6 separate regions of the Mus musculus genome follow, and all the other regions are linked to region 6. Evidence: chromatin contacts called from public HiChIP or PLAC-seq and promoter capture Hi-C data. All regions are on one chromosome and are shown on one strand. The core of a region is the stretch at or near the end of the contact, and the rest is flanking DNA. Distances in the headings are between cores, read along the strand shown. Region 1 overlaps Ptprs (protein tyrosine phosphatase, receptor type, S). Region 2 overlaps Kdm4b (lysine (K)-specific demethylase 4B). Region 3 overlaps Ptprs (protein tyrosine phosphatase, receptor type, S). Region 4 holds the start of Ticam1 (toll-like receptor adaptor molecule 1). Region 5 holds the start of Fem1a (fem 1 homolog a). Region 6 holds the start of Ndufa11 (NADH:ubiquinone oxidoreductase subunit A11).

Region 1 (3,143 bases), core at 57-2,556, 270 kb before region 6:
AGGTGCACATTAGGAAATAAGGTGGGCGCAGAGCCCACAGGATGGACAGGCCCCGAGGGACCCCCGCCCCAAATTACCGACCTGAAAGGAGGGTCCAGGCGGGTTATAAGGGGCAACACCAGCCTTGGTCCTCGGCACGCTCCAGCTGGCTCTGGTCCCCAGCTCTTCTGGTCACCGAGTAGCCGGGGAGGGTCCCAGCAGGGGGAACCCAAGTGGGTGAGTGGGGTCAGGAGGGTTGGGTGGCAGGGGTGGGGGATGGTGGTGGCAGGTTAGGAGGGGATGGTCGCTTCAAACCCCGATTCACATGGCCAAAAAAAAAAAAAAAACCAAAAAAATCAAACCAACTGAAAAAGCATCAGAACTAGGAGACAGCCCCTCCCCCAAGCAGGAAGAGGCAGAAACCAAAACTTCAATGTGGGGGTTTAAGGGTGAGGGGTAGGTAGGGAGGGCAGGAGGGGTGAGTGGGGAAAAAACTCAAAATGTGAGGTGGCCTGGTTGAAGCGCTAGGTAAAGGGTCCCAACAGTGTTGCACAACTAAGGATCAAGCAAGCCGCAGATGGGGGGCGGGACTCTGCTGGGCATTTTGGAGTGAGAGAAAAATGTGGCTGGTTCTCTAAACTCCAAAATGAGTATGTAGATGCGAGCTGGGGTGGGGATGTGCCAAGGACTTGTGCAGCCTCTGGGGTGGGAGTTGAGTAAGGTTTTTAGATTACACCTGTCACAGGGGGCAGGCAGAGGCCCAAGCTCAAAGCCTATTCCCCCGTCCCTTCCCCTCCCGCCTGCCTCCAGTTCCACCCCTGGCTCCCTTGGCCAGGAAGCTGCCATATGAAGGCCCAGAGGGCCCCAAGCCCTGGCCGGGGCAGCTAAGCAAGTGGTCTTGGCAGGCTGTTGGGTCTGTAGCCCACAGTCATTTCCCAGCATTCCATGTGTCTGTGAGGGGGAGCCCTGTCTCCCTCTTTGATTCCCCTTACCTTCTTGCCAATTTGTTTTCCCCACCCCCATCCGACACTGTGGCCATGGGAGACTGTGGCTTCTCCCAAGGACCAGGTGTAATCTAATGTCCTGACCGACCCGGCCCACAAGGGACACAGATGCAGAGGGTGAGGCAGGCAGCAGGCGACATGTCAGTCAGTGCTCAGTGTTCCTGTGGGATGCCCTCCCCACTTCCACCAGACCCCACTGGAGTCTCCCCGCCCTGAGACCCTCTCCTTCAGTACAGGACAGGGTGATGGGGAGTTCGTGTTCTGTCAAGGGCACAGCCAATGGGAAGGGGAGCTGAGCAACAGATCCCACAGAGCATCTGGGGAAGTGAGAGCAGTTCCAGGCTCCAGATCTCTCACAGTTCCCATTCTGGGGACATGAGAATGGGGGACCTATAAGTCAGGTGACAAATTCCAGGATTTGGGTACAGAAATGTCACTGAAGGCCAACCTATCTGTCCAGGCGACAGGAGCAGGTCAGCCTCTGAGGGTCTGAGAGCATGCTGAGCTCAGAAATCATGTAGGGACTGGGGGTCTCCTCGGCCTCGCTGGCTGTACAGGGTAATAGGAAGCCAGCATTAGAGGCTCAGATCCCCGACACCGCAACGCTGGTGCAGGTTAACCTGCAAACCTCTTAAAAGGCTTGTAGCTTTAAACTACTGACGAGGAAAAATGTGAAGAGCCTTCAATGACATCATCTGGCTGTCTCCTGGCACCGGCTTCCCTCAGGAAATCCCAGACAGGGGCAGAATGTACATTTAAAAACAACCTTCTATCAGGCTCTGAGTCCCCAAAGGTCAAGGGTAGTGCAGCTCTTGGGGCTTCCTCAAAAGCTGAGCCTGCTAGTTGGGGGGGCAGCCGGGGCTGTCTGTCTGTCTGTCTGTTTCTAGGGCTGCTGACTTTGCAGTGAGGGAGTTTCCATGTCACTGTAGATCTCACAGGCCTGCTCGCCTGGTGGGTTCTTGTGTGCCAAGGGGGCCTTAGCGCTCCAGGGTGCCCTCATCTGCCTCTCTTGGGCCCCAGGACTTCCTCAGCAAAAACCACAAGGGGGAAAATGACATCACTGGCCCCAGAGGAGCCACCTGTCTCCAGAGGATAGGCCTCAGAAAAACACCAATAAAGAACAAATGATCCAGGCGGGCTCGCAGATTCACTTCTGCACTGTGGTGCTCTCTGAGCCAGCTCCCACCGGCTGCAGCCCCCACAGGCCATTTTATTTTTATGTGGTTCTGGATCTGAACTCAGGGCTAAGAGTATGCTTAGCAAGTCTCACCACTGTCCCTTAGACTGCCACATTTAAACAGAGGACACTGGAGACACCCGGCCACCTAAGGCTAGAGGCCCCTTTCTTCCTCCCTTTTCAATTCATGTGGGTGCCCAGGATCATCTTTGTCCCGGGTGTGTGATGCTGTCAACTTCACAGTTCACTTGAGGACTGAGAGCTCGTAAGAGGTCAAATGAGAAGCCCAAGTTCACACACCTGGAAATCAGTACCTGCCAAGGTTGAGTGTGTGCCCCAGGCCTGGACAGGAGTGATCTCCAAGGTTAGGTGGTCCGTGAGCATTCCCTGTCCCCAGCACCTGCTTTGCGGAGGGACCTGGGAGTCTGCCTGTGGCTCAGGCTGGCAACTTCTATACCAACTGAGAGCAGAGGCAACAGTATCCCTTCCTGGTGCATCTAGAGAACTTTCCTGATCAGGCTCTGGGTTTAATAACTGGGAAGGTACAGAGGAGGCTGTGGGTGGGTGACCTGCCTAGGGGAGCTTGGCTCTCAGTTATCCCCTGGAGCAGTGAGGTGCAGCGCAGACTGGGAATTAAAGGGGTTTCCATTCTTTAAGGTGGATAGGGCAGATGGTGGATGTGTGAATCTCAGGAGAGAGAGAGAGAGAGAGAGAGAGAGAGAGAGAGAGAGAGAGAGAGAGAGAGAGAGAGACACACAGAAAGAACAAGAACTAAGAGAGAGGAAAAAAGAACGTTTAGAAAGAGGGAAGGGCAGAGAGTCGGGGAGAGGCCACGCCCCAAATGCCCCTGGTTTTCTCCGGAGTTCCACAGCCCTGATGCTCAGGAGACCCAGAAAGTGACCACATTGTGGGACAGCACATCTGTGCTTGCACCTGGAGGTGCACTGCTGCTGGCCAGGTATTCTCTCAGAGGCTGTCACATC
Region 2 (3,085 bases), core at 379-2,878, 340 kb before region 6:
AAGGCAGCCGGCTTGCCTCCGGACTCAAAGAGGCTGCTGACATGAGAGCCACGCTCTCTACACTGTTGTGTTGGGTGTTCTGGCTGGCCAGCCCTAAAGGCTTGTGGGTGAAGGCCCTTGTCTGGCATCAGCTGCTTTGGGATGGGGCTAAGGACAGGCAAGAAATAAGCATGTCCTCCTGCAAATGAGGCGTGGATCCCTCATCAGAATTCCTGTCACCCTTCAGATGAGCAGCTGCACACTGCACTTGTGAGTCTGTAATGGTATTTACTTTTAGAAGGGAAAGCTGATCAATAGCTGGCTCGTTAATAATTAAGAGTGTGTATTTCTGTAATCTGCCATCGACTTCCTCATCTGTCCCTCTTGAAGCGTCTCCAGCTTTCTCCCTGGCTGGCCCTGGCCCTGGCCACTGTGGCTCTGCCGCACAGCCATCCGTCATCTGACGCTTCCTAATTTATCCCTGGGCTCTGTTGACGGCAGTGAGGGGAAAGCAGCTACAGCGGCTTAGCAGAGACTGGGGCACAGTGGCTGTGACAGGAGCACGGTTCTTTTGCCACCCTGAGCAAGACTTTGTCTTGTCTGTTGTGTGGCCATGCCTACATCATCACTGCTGGCCCCAGTGTGTGTGGTGTGCTGCACCCCAGAAGGCCAAGTGTGCTGGCTCCTGGCATGTGCTGCACCATGAATGCTGGGTGGCATGGAGAGGACAGCACTGAGCTGCTATCACCGCCACTGTCCACAGAGACAGTGTTAAAGCTCCAGGCCTTCCTTTCCTTTGCAGTGCTATGACTGCCAGGACCCGGGGACACACTTGTGTCACACTTCACCACCCTGCATCCCACCAGCCTTCATAAGCAACTGTCACTTGGGTAGGAATTTAAAACATAATGCTGCTGTCACTGACTTTCCATGATTGGTGCAATTAATTATGTGAAAAGAAAAATACTGGCACATTCTCCGGGGCATGCTGTGCTGCAGGCCATGTTGGTTTTAGTGGATTTTTGACGAATGGCTGATGTACCCCGCACACCTTGGCATCCATTCTTCCTCTCCAGTGTCACTAAGAGAAATCCAATGACATGGGCCAGGTGGCCTGTGGGGAACACACAGCCCAGCCACCCAGAATAAGGTGTTGAGAGGAAGGGTGGAGATCATTGTGACTTAGAGTGCTAAGAGAGAGAAGACCCTCTCAATACCGTTTATGTCATAGTGACTCACTATGACAGGCACATAGGAATGCCATCCATCTGTAAAGGCTCAGAAGCCTTGGGCCAGTGAATCTCCTATGTGCTTGAGAAGCCAGCACCAGAGCCCATGTTTTAAGAAGCCAGGGTGACCAGGGTCACAGAATGAGCCAGGCTGAGGGCCAGGGCCTCCTTGGGGTTCTGGAACCTTCCTCCTTGGTTGGTGTGGGCCAAGCTCAGAACCACAGACACTTGTCTTTAAGCCTTCCAGACTTCTCAGTAGACAGTAGGATCCAGCAGCCTCGGAGGACACCCTGTTCCTCATGAGATCTCAGTTGTCATTACAGATGGGACTCCATCCCTCCCCTTGGGAGCATGTGTCTGGAGCTGTTCCAGAGTGTTCTTGGAGGTGTCAGTGCTGTCCCCAGCACAAAGGGCTGTGTCTGTACTTCCTCATATGACAGTAGTGTCATCAGGGCAACTCTGCACAAGAGGACACTGCTTGCATGTATTCTGGCCTGGACTCTGAGGGTTGGCTTTAGCAGCCAGTGGCCCAGGGCCACACTGGGTGGATGACTGTCCCCTTTAGCTGGGTGAGATGGCATGGTGCAGAGTGTAGGCATGCTTTCTGCCCTGTGTCCTCTGGTGCTTAGTGCTGGAACCAAGTCTTCTCATGTAGTCCAGGCTAGTCTCAATTCATGATTCTCCTGCCTTAGCTACCAAGGGCTAACATGACTGCTCCTCCACAGCATCTTTGGCCCATGCTTACTTGTTTTTTGAAGACAGGGTTTCACTGTGTAGACCAAACTAGCCTGAAACTAACTCAGAGAGGCCTCCGAGTGCTGGGATTAAAGACATGTAACAGCATGTCTAGCTCTTCCTTTTTAAAAAACTGCTTATGTATTTATATGGGTGTGAGTACTACAGCATGCATGCTGAGGTCAGAGGATAGCTGCCAGAAGTCAGGTATAAGTTCTGTCCTGGGACCTGGGGATTGAACCCAGGTTGTCAGGCTTGGCAGCAAATGCTTTTAGTGTTGATCAGTCTCACCAGCCCTCACCCACATTCATTTTGAACCTGGCAGGATCTCACAGGCTTCTGAGCTACCCTGTGGCCCTACTAAACCCACCAGGTCATGAAAGGGCTTCAGCTGCTATGGGCATCCTTAGGTCCACATCCATCACCCGCTTAGTTCATCACTCTCTTCCATAGATTACACAGGAAGCTGGGGAGTTCATGATCACGTTCCCCTATGGTTACCATGCGGGCTTCAACCATGGCTTTAACTGCGCTGAGTCCACTAACTTCGCCACACTGCGCTGGATCGACTATGGCAAAGTGGCCACACAGGTAGGTGCAACAGTCACCTCAGGTTCAGTGGATGGATGGGTAGGAACAGTCTTGCACCTGAGTGCACCCCACCTGCTGGTGGTACTCAAAAAGGTGGGCATTTGGTGGTTCTGTCTTTAAGGAGCCCCATCTTTGGTTTTTCTTTTCTTAGTGATCTCAGGGGGGGACAGTCTCTCCCTGGTAGGGCTGCTCAGGGGAGCTGGCCTTTGTTGTTGAGCCAAGTTATTTACTAGTTCCATTTCAGTTTTTGAGACATCAAGCATGAACTTGCCTGATCCTGCCTTGGCCTTCCTAATGATGGGCCCACAGGATGGCCATGCCCAGGCCTGGGTCACCATTTACCTTTTTATTAGTGTTGCTACTACTCATGTGTATTCATGTGCACCTGTGTGCACATGTAACCCACATGTCATCTTCCTATGTGAGGCATGGTCTCCTGCCTATGGCTTCTGGGGTGCCCCATCAGCCTCCCATCTCACTTCCATTCACGACTAGCACACCCACCTTTATGTGGGTTCAGAAGGTGGGAATTCAGATCGTTGCCTGCTTTG
Region 3 (3,082 bases), core at 484-2,983, 290 kb before region 6:
TGCAGGCCCCATGGAGACGGGGTGGCCTTACCTCCTCCAGATCCATGTCCTCTGGACTACCTAGTAGGACAGGGAACTGGCCACCTCGAGACTTCCGAAGTGGGACCATCACAATGAAGTAGTTCCTGTGGGTAGAGTTTCAGTGACACCCGTGTCCCAATCCCAACCCCTTGCAGTAACACGCCTCTACGTCCCAGTTCTTAGCTATCTGCCTTCTGCCTACTTCATGGCGTGCCAGATCTCAGTGTCCTGTGCATCCCTCAAAGCCCACGTGATCTTACGCCCTTTCCCCGCCTCCCAGGAAGCCCCTTGAGGTCCTCACTGCAGACTCCTAGCTAGGCCTCCCCGCTAGCCTGAAGCACAGACCAGAATCTTTTCGGGGGCTAAAGGTCGCCCAGTGAAGGGTCAGGCTTTATGGGGACAGTCGCATGAGGCAGGTTCACGTGACCCTTATCTCAGTAAGTGTGCAAATGGGGTCACAGAAGGGATGTGTGGCTCGATGCAGTCACATAGTGGGTTGACAGCTACAGGGACAGGTATGGGGGGAGGGGGGTTAGCATACTGCACGGTCACAGGACTCTGGCCATCAGGCAGGTAGACCACGATGAAACCGTCATTGTCGGGCTTCGGGGCGACGCTAGGCTTGCCACTGAGCATGTTAAAGGCGGTCCTGGCAGTGACCGTCTGCTGCAGGCCCCCCAGGCTGCTGCCACGGTTGGTGAGCACGAAATTATAGAAGGTGTGTGGCTTGAGGTGTGTGATCAGCTTCTTGGTCGTGCGGCCGTCCACATCCAGGGTGAGCCCATTGTACTGAATCTGTAGGCAGAGCTGGCTCAGCAAGAAATGGGCCGGGGCCTAGCAACCCCAGCAGAGCTGCAACCTCAGGCTGCCTGTCCTGGACCAATCCTGACTGAGCCTCACTTCTGGATGAACCATCTGACTGAACCTAAACCCAAACTTAGCTCCTGAGTTCTAATTCAGTACAGAGCTGACTGAGCTCCAGTCCAAAAATAACCTTCAGGTCCAACTAAGCCTTGATCCCTGATTGACCTTCAAACATGGCAAAGCCCTGGAGTTAGGCTCAGGAACAACTGACTGTTCGAGGAGGTCCCTTAACTCTAGCTTCTGACCAAGACTGAACAACATACTAAATCCTGGCTTTGGCCAGAACCCCAGCTCTGAGTGCCAGTCCTGACTAGGCTTCAACTTGACTGAGCCTTGATCCCAGGTTCAGTAGCAACCCTGACAGACCCTGATCCAGCTGTGATTAATCGTAGACTGCGCCTCAATCTCAGACTAAACTGTGAAATCTAAGTATCATCGAATCCTGATCTGGGGTGGCCTTGACTGTGCCCAATCTCCCTCAGGCTCCCAGATTTTACCTCCCGCCCCGCCCCTTCCTCCACTGTTGTAGTACCTTGTAGGGTGTGGGTGAGTTATAGTTGTCGGGGAACTCCCAGCTCAGCAGCACTGAAGTCTTCATGATCATCTTCACCTTGAAGTTCTTTGGGGAGACTGAGGGCGGCGGCAAGCAGGGAGAGAGAGAAAGATGGCCCAGTAAGAACCGGGCGCTGGCTAAGGGGCGCGTGGGGCGGCCCCTGTTGTCCCTGTGGTCCGCTGTGCCCTCGGCCTTCCTGCCTGGCCCGGCCCTGCCTGCCCTGTCCCCAGTGCCTGCTGCTGCTGCTGCAGAGACGGCGCGGCTGCGGAGAAAAGCGGGAGGGGCGTAGCAATGGGCGTGGCCTCCAAGCCGCATCCCACCTGTGCCTGCCGACCGACCGACTGGAGCCTCGGGCGCCTGGGCTGAGTCTGGAGGCCGAGACTTACCTGTGGGGAGGGGCGGGCCGGGGCCCGGGGCGGCGCCTACCTGGGTCCCGCGCGAGCCTGTAGCGCAGCGGGGGTGAGAAGGGGCCCGGGCCGCGACGCGTGTGTGCGCGCACGCGTAACTCGTAGGCCGTCTCCGGCCGCAGCCCTCGCAGCGTGAGCGCTGTCTCGGCCCCCGGCTGGGCGGCCGCCGCCAGCTCCGTCTCGGTCGCGGGCCCAGGGGCGCCGGCCTCCCGCACGGACACCGTGTACTTGATGATGGCGCCGTTGCGCTCGGCGGGCACGGGTGGCAGCCAGCGCAGTAGCACGGAGCCCGCGGACACGTTGCCCGCGGCGCCCAAGATCTGCGGGAAGCCGCGCGGAGCGTCCTCGGGGATGCTCAGCGCTGCCGCGGCCTCCTCGCCCAACCCCGCGCGGCCCCGCGCTGCCAGCCGGAACACATAGGTGGCGCCCTTGTGTGCAGGCGCCGCGAACCGCCGCTCCCACGCAGCCAGCTCCAACGTGGCCGGGGCCGCGTCTTCGCGCCCAAACTGCAGGCGGTAGCCAAGCACCGGGTCCTCGGCCGCGTCCGCGGGGGGCTCCCAGCGCGCCAGCAGGCTGCCCTCGGGGGTCTGCTGCACCGACAGGGTGGGGCGGCCCAGCACTGTGGAGGGAGAAACAGCTGCCCTGCCACGTTTCTCCAAACCCCAAAGGCAGCCCCTCACTGAGGGATTTCTGCGCAGGGACCCACCCTTGACCACACTCCCAGTCCTTAAGGTCTAGTTTTTAAAGGTACATTTTAGGAAGGACTTCCTTTAAGCAAAGACTTGGATTCCCTGTGAGGCACATGGACCTATTTTGGGCTACCTTTAAGCTTGACTCCCACTTTGCAGCTGAGAGGAGACAGCCAAATGAGTATAGTGTCTGGTGAGAGGGAGTGACTTGGGCAGAGATGGATATCAGGGCCAGCAGTGCCTGGCCTCTGGAACCTCTGAAAAGGGCCCATGTCTTTCCTGTTTTGGGTCCACCTGGCTGGTGCGTCTTAAAACCACTCTGGCTTGAGAATCATGGGAAATGCTCTTGGCCTTGTGGAGCCAGAGGCTGTGCAGTGGATAGGTATCTACCTGCTCCCTTGGTCACCACCACCTTCGGTTTGCTGCGAGCGCCATCGCCTTTCATGGTATACGCGGCTACTGTGATAGAGTAAGCAGTCTCAGGCTGGAGGTTCGTTATCACCATTTCCTGTGGGTGGGATGGGTGGGCACGGTCAGCAATGGTGCCA
Region 4 (2,970 bases), core at 292-2,791, 440 kb before region 6:
CGTGAGTTCAAATCCCAGCAACCATATGGTGACTCACAACCATCTGTAACAAGATTTGACTCCCTTTTCTGGAATGTCTGAAGACAGCTATAGTGTACTTATATATAATAAATAAATCTTTAAAAAAAACAAACTCAGAGATCCACCCTCTTCTGCCTCCTGAGTGCTGGGATCAAAGGTATGTACAACCACTGCCCAACAACAGGAGGATTCTTGAACCCAAGAGATCAGGGTCCACTTAGGTAAGTTCCAGGTCAGCCTGGTCAGCATAGTGATACACCCTGTCTTAAGATACAAATAACACAGCTGGGCGTGGTGGCGCACGCCTTTAATCCCAGTACTCAGGAGGCAGAGGCAGGTAGATTTCTGAGTTCAAGGCTAGCCTGGTCTACAAAGTGAGTTCCAGGACAGCCAGGGCTACACAGAGAAACCCTGCCTCAAAAACCAAAAAAAAAAAAAAAAAAAAAAAAAGATACAAATAACACAAATGACACAAAAATAAAGGTAGTTATTTTTAAGAGAGAGGGAAGAGGAAAGGGGAGAGTAAGGAGAGAGAGAGAAAGAAGGAGGGAAGGAGAAGGGGAGGGGGAGGGGAGAGTTAGGAAGAGGGAGGAGATGTGCTCAGTGGGTAAAGCACTCATCCAGCATGCCAGTCTGGCAATGGTGGCTCAGGCCTTTAATCCTAGCACTTGGGAGGCAGAGGCAGGTGGATTTCGAGTTCAAGGCCAGCCTGGTCTACAGAGTGAGTTCCAGGACAGCCAGGGCTACACAGAGAAACCCTGTCTCAAAAAAAAAAAAAAAAAAAAAAGCATCCAGCATGCCTAAGAGACTGTGTGATATCCCCAGAACAGCAGAAACCAGGATGGGTGGATGGTGAGTGGATGGGGTAAATAGGCCTCTTTCTTTCTTCCCTGGCCTTCTCTCCCTGGCAGAACTTAGTCTCTGGCACAGGGGGGCCCTCCTCCAGGCTCTGCTGACTGTCAGCTCTGGAACTCAGGGACTTTGTACTGCCAGGGTGACCTTGCATGTATCCAGGGGCCGGAAATAGTTGACTGTAGAAGGTGCAGCAAGCCAGTCCCCACAGGTAGTAGTAGATGGTGTCTGTGTTAGTCTGGGGCAGGAATTTTGACAGGGAACATTGAGGTAGAGAAAGCAGATCTGATCAGGAAATAGCGACAACGGGAGGGATTGAGGGTGGAGAGGGTTGAGGATTCGCTGTTGGGGCTGGAGAAGACCTGGGACTTAGAAGATCTAGCCATGGAGGTTGGGGGGGGGGGGGGGTAACTAGGAACTGAGCGAGCACCCAGGGTCACAGGGCTGGTTTGGGAGTTAGGAGTTGGATTGCGGATCTGAGTATCCATGGGAAAGAACTTGAGGAACCTGGCAGCCTGCAGGTGGCCGGCCCAGCATCTATTCCCGACCCTATGCCCGCCGGCCCGCCGTCCTGTTCCCTCTGCCTTCATCCTACCTGGCTGTAGGGGTCTTGAGCTGGTAGATCTCCCGGTCCCTGGTGGCTGCTGGAGGAGGAGGAGAGAGAAGGGAGGAGGGAGCGTTCGGTTCCGCCCCTTCCTCCCTTCCGGGTCTGGGGGGGGGGGTAGGGGGGGGATGAAGTCAGCGTGTAATCTTATCTAGCTGAGCCAAGCCCTGCCCTCCCGCCCAGTGTCCTGGCGCCACGTGGAACTAGGCAGGACTTGTACTTTGTGAGGCCAGAGCTGGGGAAAGGAAGAAGGAACCCTCCGCCCACAGAGAACTTTAAGCTGTTAGCCAAAGAGCTCAGCTAGTGACATACTCTGGGGATTCGCAAAGCACCATGTGGCTAAGTGCACTGGGAACCTGATGACTCACACTTGTCAGTCCAGCATCACACAGAAAACTAAAGCAGAGAGATTGCCCAGAGTTCCAAGGAAGCCTGACCCACAGAGTGAGACCTCCATCTCAAAAATAAGTTCATACAAGATAAGTAAACAGAAGTGCTGGAGGCCACAAGGTTTTATACAACTGTTAGGTTGTAAATATTTTTAATTCTTTACTTGATTTTACTTGGTGTTGTGTGTATGTATGTGCATGCAGGCATGTATGAATGTAGGTCAAAGAACCGCAAGTACCATTACTTGCTGAGCCGTCACAGAGACACAACACAAAGATTTGTCGGAGATTTCTGGGTATTTACTTTTGAGAAACGGTCTGTGTATGCATACTGGGACTTGGGGCTATCCTCCTAGCTCAGCTAGATGGTGAGATTACAGGCATACTTTAAAGCTTTATTTATTTATTTTACGTATGAGTACACTCTGGCTCTCTTCAGATACACCAGAAGAGGGCATCAGATCTCATTACAGTCGGTTGTGAGCCACATCTGATGGATGTGGTTGCTAGGGGTTGAACTCGGGGACCTCTGGAAGAGTAGCCAGTGCTCTTAGCCACTGAGCCATCTCTCCAGCCCTATGGCATGTTTTAAAACTGATAAAACTAAATTGTGAAAACAGAAAAGCAGCAGTTCCCAGAGGACTATGACTGGAAGATGAGGTGCACAAAGGAGAACCACCCCACCCTCTTGCTGGGGAGTCTAGGCAGGAGTATCTGCCTCATGCCACTGAACTCAATCTCTCCCAGACTCTGGACACTCATCTCCCCAAAGCAGGTAGCAGACGGACTTCTCCACATTTTCATGCTTACATATGCACACGTATTTGTGTAAGTTGGAGGTTGACATCAAGTGTTTGCTCTTGGTCACATCTTTAGGAGACAGTTTCCTGAGTCCAGCCATCTCAGAAACAAGTTCTATCTTGCTGGCAGGGTCAAGACTGAGTTCATGTTCCCAGGCCCCAGAATACAACTCCTATCCTGCTTCTTAGATCTTTCATGTTTGTCTGTTAGCCAGTGAAGGCTGTAAGGAAGGAAGATGCTGTTCTCCAGTTATCCAAACTAAAGCACACAAGTCGTTAGTGTGTCCCTGCCTTGATTTAACTG
Region 5 (3,055 bases), core at 224-2,723, 460 kb before region 6:
TGTGTGTGCACACACAATAATACAAATTTAAACTACATTTATTTTTCTTATTCTCTGTGTGTGTCCATGTGCTACAGAACATGTATGGATGTCAGAGGACAGCCCTTGGGAATCAGTTTTCATCTTCCATCACGAGGGTCCCGGGAATTGACATCAACCGGAGCTACATGAAATCCTACCTCAAACTGATCTTTAAAAAGACCTTGAGGAACTGGAGCAGTGGTTCAGCTGTGACTCTCAACCATAGGGATGCGCACACCACCAGTAACTCCAGCGGCAAAGATCCCGACGCCCTCTGCTGGCCTTGGCGGATGGAGGGAAAGCATGTGGCCTTTAAATTTTTTATTTATTTAATTTTATTTTATGTGCATTAGTGTAAGATCCCTTGAACTGGAATTACAGACCAGTTGGGAGCTACCATGTGGGTGCTGGGAATTGAACCAGAGTCCTTTGGATAAGTAGTCAGTGCTCTTGACCACTGAGCCATCTCTCTAGCCCCGCATGTGGCTCCTTAAAAAAAGAAGAAAGAAAGAAAAAGAAAAGCTAACGTGAAAATCGAGACTGCCTAACATTTCTGCAAATAGCTAAAGGCGAGTTGGGGTGCGCTGCCAGCTCAAGATCTTACACTCGGCGCGCGCCCCCTGCTGGTCAGCAAGCCTTTCGTAGAAGCCCTTCGCCTTCCACCTCGCTCCGGATTGGCTGGGAGTTGCCTTTGTTGCCCGCTGGGAAATGTAGTCCGCAAAGGAGGCGGAGGCCCATTCATTTCCTGCCTGCGCGACCTCGAAAACCGGAAGTACAGCACCACGCTACCCTGGGTCGTCCGCAAGGGCCGCCGAGCCTTGCCCGATACGAAGGGAGGCTTTTTATTTACATTTCGTCTCGCGGGTGCCCCACGGCGCTGTGGGAAGCGAATTCCTTTTTCCCCCACTTCATGTTTTCCTGTGGATTCTGACATGAATGACAGAATGCACATTATCACCTGGCCAAGCTGCTCAGAGCCCCTCAAAACATGGTGTATTTCCATGATGGGAACTGTAGTCTTTCAATGGTACCTCGCCCAGTATTCTTCGAGCTAAAGCTCGGACTTCTTGCCCTGTCTAGAGTCTGTGTCAGTGACAGTAACCGGAAGTATGTCATCAAATACTCAGGGTCACATACAACTTTATAGACTTGCATGGTAGGAATTGAAAACTGAGACCCTTTTGAGAGACGTCCTTTTGGGAACTGAGTGAGAACATGCTGCCGGCAATCTCCGCCTTAGAGTCAATACCAGGAAGTATGTCACCACATTTCCCAAGGATCGCACTAACCATTGGCCTTGCTTGGCGGAAATTGCCGTCCTGTCACCGGTTCCCCCCTATCCCTTTCGGGAAATGTAGTTTTTTCGCTTTTCTGATTCCAGTATCATTCGGCGGGCGATCGCTCATAGGACTCCATTTCCCAGCATGCCTGTGCACACTCTGTCCTCGCCCCTTCGCGGCGGCCATTTTATTCCTCCCGGAGACCCGCTAAGATGACAGCCCGGGAGAAGGTGAAGGTTGTCTCTGGCGACCGGCGGCCCGGCTAGATCCAGCAGCGAGGCTTCCAGCATGGATCTGCACACAGCGGTGTACAATGCGGCGCACGACGGCAAGCTGCCGCTGCTGCAGAAGCTGCTGGCCGGCCGTGGGCGTGAGGAGCTGGAGGAGCTGCTGGGTGAGGTGGCCGGCGGTGGCACGCCACTGCTAATCGCAGCGCGCCGTGGACACCTAGACGTGGTGGAGTATCTGGTGGACCACTGCGGCGCCAGCGTGGAGGCGAGCGGCTCCGTGCACTTCGATGGCGAGACCATCGAGGGCGCGCCGCCGCTCTGGGCAGCGTCGGCCGCGGGTCACCTGGCCGTGGTGCGTAGCCTTCTGCGCCGAGGCGCCTCGGTCAACCGCACCACGCGCACCAACTCCACGCCGCTGCGCGCCGCCTGCTTCGACGGCCACCTGGACGTGGTACGCTACCTGGTGGGCGAGCACAAGGCGGACCTGGAGGTGGCCAATCGCCACGGCCACACGTGCCTTATGATCTCCTGCTACAAGGGCCACCGCGAGATCGCGCGCTACCTGCTGGAGCGCGGCGCACAGGTGAACCGGCGCAGCGCCAAGGGCAACACCGCCCTGCACGACTGTGCAGAATCTGGCAGCCTGGAGATCCTACAGCTGCTGCTGGGCTGCCACGCGCGCATGGAGCGCGACGGCTATGGCATGACCCCGCTGCTGGCCGCCAGCGTCACCGGGCACACCAACATCGTGGAGTACCTCATCCAGGAACAGCCGGGCCACGAGCAGCTCTCAGGGACAGAGCTTCCCGGGGAAGGCTCCTCCCAGGTGGCAGGAAACCACTGCTCCACCCCAGAAGAAGCAGAACCGTATGAGAGCTGCTGCCCTACCAGCCGGGAAGCAGCTGTGGAAGCTTTGGAGCTGCTGGGTGCCACCTACGTGGATAAGAAAAGGGATCTGCTTGGAGCCCTGAAGCACTGGAGAAGGGCGATGGAACTCCGTCACCAGGGTGGAGGCTACCTCCCTAAGCCGGAGCCCCAGCAACTGGTTCTGGCCTATGACTATTCCAGGGAGGTGACTACACCCCAAGAGTTGGAAGCCCTCATTACAGATCCTGATGAAATGCGGATGCAGGCGCTGCTGATACGGGAGAGAATCTTGGGCCCCTCACATCCTGACACTTCATACTACATACGGTACCGGGGTGCTGTCTATGCGGACTCCGGGAATTTCGAGCGCTGTATCCGTCTGTGGAAGTATGCCTTGGACATGCAACAAAACAACTTGGAGCCCCTGAGCCCCATGACCGCCAGCAGCTTCCTGTCGTTTGCAGAGCTCTTCTCCTACGTGCTGCAGGACCGCTCGGCCAAGGGCAACCTGGGCATGCAGCTTGGCTTTGCCGACCTCATGGGTGTGCTCAGCAAAGGGGTTCGGGAAGTGGAGCGGGCTCTGCAGTTGCCCAAGGAACCGGGTGACTCCGCACAGTTCACCAAAGCCATTGCCATCATCCTCCACCTTCTGTACCT
Region 6 (2,987 bases), core at 376-2,875:
GCACTCGAGAGATGGAGGCAGAAGGATCAGGGGTTGAAAGCTACATAGTGCCTTTAAGGCCAGCCTTCTCTCAAAAAACAAAACAGTGCCAGTTTTGTGTGTCCTTCGGTAGGACTTCCGCATGGTCACAAATGGTTGTCACAGATCTGACTATTCTATATAGGGGTGTTCTGTGCCTTTGTCTACCGATGTGGGCCCCTACCCAGCAGCTTCCTTCGATCATCAGACACAATACTCTTGCACCTACCGGCAGACTCGGCCTTGTGGGTGGGACAGCTGGCTTCATTTTAACAGTTTGAAATGCTCTCAAGTAACCCAGGCTATACTCTAAAGTCCCCATGTAGTCGAGGATGGCCCGAACTCCTGATCCTCCAGTCTCAGCCCTCCTAGTGCTGTGATGCCGGGCATTTAGTGCTCCGGAAATTTTTGCTCTCGGTTCCCAGCCCTTTCCACCCGCCTCCTTTGGGATGTCCGCCGGGCCTCCTCCAGGGCCTCACCGGTCCTTGGCGCGACCCAGCTCATCCAGGGCGGCGCGCAGGTGCTGGTCGTGGCAGGCCAGGCGCTCGGCCTGCGCACCAATCGTGCGCTCAGCCGCCAGCAGCCGCCTCTCCAGCTCCGCTGCGCGTCGGTGCACGGCGGCCAGGTGCGCGTTCGCCTCCCGGATCTGCAGAGGTGGCGGCGCAGACATGGCCCCCGGCTGCCGTGCAGGCCCCACCCCGCCCTGTCGGGTCACGCCCACAACGCAAGAAGCCCCGCCCCTGAGCCCGACCCCCACCCCCCACCCCCTCCCTCACATGCAGCTGCCAGGCTGCCGCTGCATTAATTTAAACCTTCTCAAGAGGCCCCGCCCAACTTCGAAGTGACGTCAAGAAAGACACGCCCCCCGGAGGAAGGCGTGTGCTTCCTCTTGGGCTCTCACTATTGGCCACGTTTCTACCAGGGGCAGGACTAAGTGCGGCCACGCCCCGTAGCCAATGTTCACGTCCCTTTCAGGACCAGCTCCTGAGTGTGGCTGTGCCTGCGAGTGCAGCGAGGACTTAAAACCAAAGCAGAGTGGGCCTGGTCTCCGTCAATTATAATCCTCACGCTAAATCCTCACGATTGGTCCCCTTGCCCCCAGCCTGGCCACGCCCCCAAATAGTTACACGCGGTCCTGATTGAGATGGGCATGAAACCACACCCCTACACAGTCCGGATCCCTGACGAGCCAACCGCTTTTGCGCTGTGTCCCGCCGCGTCCGTGCAGCTCCGGCTAACTAGGGTATCACTAGCCTCGCGCTGTAATATCTGCCCTGCGATTGTCCTACCTTCTGTTAGTTTCGATCGCTGACCTGCCTGACAGTGTAATGGCTGTCCTGCGACCTGTCAATCCCATCCTTGGATGCACTATCAACATTCTCCGTACTAGAAACCTCGTCTTCGCTAGGGCTGGAGGCGTTTTTCTTCATGGCCTCAGTTTACCTTTCCTGACGTCACGGGCGTCTCTGTCCAGATTCACTTGTGGACCGAGCACGACACAGATCTTGCTACGGGATTAATAAGACCTCGGTACAAACCTGCACTGCGCGCATGCGCGCACGCCTTGTCTGCGTCCAAGGCGTTCAATAAAGTTGCGCGCTGGAAACCTCGCGAGAGTTGACCTAGCCGGCTACCCTTGAGTTCGCCCAGACGCTTTAGGGTCGGCCGAGCAAGCCCAGCTAGGTATGGCGATGGTGAAGCGGTTCTTTGAATCTTACCATGAGGTCCCCGACGGCACCCAGTGTCATCGCAAGACCTACATCACCACGGCCTTAGGCGGCATTTGCGGTGAGCGCGGGCCGGTGGGCGGGCGGAGGGCGGAGGTCTGGAAGCAAAGGTCAGAGGGCGCGCGGAGGTCCCTGGGGCGCCGGGGCGCAATGGCTGTAAAGGCGGAAGAGGTTGAGACTTTTGAGGGGCGTAGACTCGTCAGTGCCTAGGGGCTTCAGAGGTCGTAGGTCAATATCAGGGAGCAAAAGCTGGAGAAAATGTGAAGGTCATTTCAGCGTCGTCAGGAGTTTTTAGGGTTAAGGGGTGATCGGGTCATCGGAGTTTTTGAAGACAAGTTCTAGGGTTGCCTTGGCAAGACTGCAAACCCTCTGTGTAGCGGAGGATGGCCTTGAGGTCTTGATTCTCCTGTCTCCAGTCTGGCCTGCATGATCCTCCTGCCTCAGCTGCCCGAGTGCTGGGATGACAGGGCTACACCCCAATCTAGCCTCTGGAAGATGTTTTTGTTATTTTTGTTTTGTTTTGTTTTGTTTCTATTTTCCGCCACCACGGAACCTATTAATTTGCTCTTATTTTTAAATGATTTAAAGTGATTTAGTTTTGTCTTACGCTCATTGGTGTGTTACCTGTATGTCTTGTGTGTCCGATTCTCTGGAATTGGAGCTGCAGACAGTTGTGAGGTGCCCGTGTGGGGCCTGAGAGTTGAACCCAGGTAATGTGGAAGGGCTGTTCTATTTCTCCAGGACTGAGAGAGAGCCATCTCTCCAGCATGATTTACTATTATTTTGGACATGATCTCCCTATGTAACCCAGGCTGGCTTGGGATTCAAAGAAAGTGTCCCGCCTCTGCCTCCTGAATTCCCAGATTAAAAGTATGCATCATCATGAGGACCTGATTCTGGAAGATTCCAAATAGGGCACACTTGTTTGGAAGGTCAGATGTCCTTTTAAGGCTGTCATGGGGTTACCTTTGGCATTTGAGACTCTTAAGGTGCCCCCTCATGCCTAGTTCATTCACTCACTTATGCTATCCCTCAAGGCCTCATTCAGTCATATATTTCTGGTGTGTCCACAGGCCTCACATTCATGAGTTTACCCAAGGCTTTGCTCCCACAAAGCAGGTGTTGTAGGGTCAGGTGATTGGGGGATTTTAAAACAGACAGAACAAGCCTAGTCGTGGTGGTGCATGCCTTTGAGCCCAGAACTTGGGGGGCAAGGCAGGCAGATCTCTGTGAGGGAGGCCA

What was found. Promoter capture Hi-C pulls out the DNA fragments that hold promoters and counts their contacts. HiChIP or PLAC-seq counts read pairs in DNA pulled down with a chosen protein or histone mark.
Region 1: an H3K4me3 HiChIP or PLAC-seq map of bone marrow-derived macrophages shows a contact between it and region 6, with 2.2 times the contacts expected there. The contact joins the enhancer-like site here to the promoter of Ndufa11 in region 6. A contact is called at or near these places in 1 of 39 promoter capture datasets (hematopoietic stem and progenitor cells), 1 of 484 Hi-C or Micro-C datasets (embryonic stem cells), 2 of 115 datasets of contacts at active chromatin or transcription factors (bone marrow-derived macrophages and embryonic stem cells) and 2 of 9 other capture datasets (adipose tissue and embryonic stem cells).
Region 2: an H3K4me3 HiChIP or PLAC-seq map of bone marrow-derived macrophages shows a contact between it and region 6, with 2.6 times the contacts expected there. The contact joins the enhancer-like site here to the promoter of Ndufa11 in region 6. A contact is called at or near these places in 3 of 39 promoter capture datasets (liver and pre-B cells), 9 of 115 datasets of contacts at active chromatin or transcription factors (bone marrow-derived macrophages, embryonic stem cells, large pre-B cells and 3 more) and 1 of 9 other capture datasets (macrophages).
Region 3: a contact with region 6 is called in an H3K4me3 HiChIP or PLAC-seq map of embryonic stem cells, with 7 times the contacts expected there. The contact joins the enhancer-like site here to the promoter of Ndufa11 in region 6. A contact is called at or near these places in 2 of 39 promoter capture datasets (embryonic stem cells and hematopoietic stem and progenitor cells), 1 of 484 Hi-C or Micro-C datasets (embryonic stem cells), 9 of 115 datasets of contacts at active chromatin or transcription factors (bone marrow-derived macrophages, embryonic stem cells, epiblast stem cells and 1 more) and 3 of 9 other capture datasets (adipose tissue, liver and pancreatic islet).
Region 4: a contact with region 6 is called in a promoter capture Hi-C map of embryonic stem cells, with 2.5 times the contacts expected there. The contact joins the promoter of Ticam1 here to the promoter of Ndufa11 in region 6. A contact is called at or near these places in 14 of 39 promoter capture datasets (the 3T3-L1 cell line, 3T3-L1-derived adipocytes, the C10 cell line and 10 more), 1 of 484 Hi-C or Micro-C datasets (B cells), 6 of 115 datasets of contacts at active chromatin or transcription factors (astrocytes, embryonic stem cells, pancreatic cancer cells and 2 more) and 2 of 9 other capture datasets (adipose tissue and liver).
Region 5: a contact with region 6 is called in a CTCF HiChIP or PLAC-seq map of the NIH/3T3 cell line, with 9 read pairs. The contact joins the promoter of Fem1a here to the promoter of Ndufa11 in region 6. A contact is called at or near these places in 3 of 39 promoter capture datasets (cranial neural crest, embryonic stem cells and pre-B cells), 1 of 15 datasets of contacts at CTCF or cohesin (the NIH/3T3 cell line), 5 of 484 Hi-C or Micro-C datasets (CD4 T cells, CD8 T cells, embryonic stem cells and 2 more), 8 of 115 datasets of contacts at active chromatin or transcription factors (astrocytes, bone marrow-derived macrophages, embryonic stem cells and 4 more) and 1 of 9 other capture datasets (adipose tissue).

The regions. Positions count from the first base shown.
Region 1 is chr17:56,441,630-56,444,772 of GRCm38.p6, forward strand. The region is part of intron 6 of Ptprs (protein tyrosine phosphatase, receptor type, S); the gene reads right to left. Among named protein-coding and RNA genes, the nearest start is that of Mir6977, 24 kb to the left of the region's middle. Within about 2 kb of position 1,307, at least 15 of the 459 cell types and tissues checked have an H3K27ac peak or open chromatin away from gene starts, as enhancers often do. A contact at or near this core is called in bone marrow-derived macrophages, where this site is marked.
Region 2 is chr17:56,373,458-56,376,542 of GRCm38.p6, forward strand. Kdm4b (lysine (K)-specific demethylase 4B) reads left to right here. Exons shown (of 23, transcript NM_172132.3): 8 at 2,397-2,534. It overlaps Gm32715 (a long non-coding RNA gene), which reads right to left. Exons shown (of 3, transcript XR_003952227.1): 3 at 2,726-3,085. Among named protein-coding and RNA genes, the nearest start is that of Gm32715, 14 kb to the right of the region's middle. Within about 2 kb of position 1,629, at least 14 of the 459 cell types and tissues checked have an H3K27ac peak or open chromatin away from gene starts, as enhancers often do. A contact at or near this core is called in bone marrow-derived macrophages, where this site is marked.
Region 3 is chr17:56,423,463-56,426,544 of GRCm38.p6, forward strand. It overlaps Ptprs (protein tyrosine phosphatase, receptor type, S), which reads right to left. Exons shown (of 33, transcript NM_011218.2): 13 at 2,925-3,042; 14 at 1,865-2,464; 15 at 1,418-1,515; 16 at 563-816; 17 at 32-125. Among named protein-coding and RNA genes, the nearest start is that of Mir6977, 6.1 kb to the left of the region's middle. Within about 2 kb of position 1,734, at least 220 of the 459 cell types and tissues checked have an H3K27ac peak or open chromatin away from gene starts, as enhancers often do. A contact at or near this core is called in bone marrow-derived macrophages, embryonic stem cells and pancreatic islet, where this site is marked.
Region 4 is chr17:56,275,226-56,278,195 of GRCm38.p6, forward strand. It overlaps Ticam1 (toll-like receptor adaptor molecule 1), which reads right to left and starts at 1,542. Exons shown (of 2, transcript NM_174989.5): 1 at 1,469-1,542.
Region 5 is chr17:56,255,320-56,258,374 of GRCm38.p6, forward strand. It overlaps Fem1a (fem 1 homolog a), which reads left to right and starts at 1,474. Exons shown (of 1, transcript NM_010192.4): 1 at 1,474-3,055. The coding sequence starts at 1,590.
Region 6 is chr17:56,716,137-56,719,123 of GRCm38.p6, forward strand. Ndufa11 (NADH:ubiquinone oxidoreductase subunit A11) reads left to right here and starts at 1,626. Exons shown (of 4, transcript NM_027244.1): 1 at 1,626-1,806. The coding sequence starts at 1,704. It overlaps Vmac (vimentin-type intermediate filament associated coiled-coil protein), which reads right to left and starts at 785. Exons shown (of 2, transcript NM_178926.3): 1 at 498-785. The coding sequence starts at 688.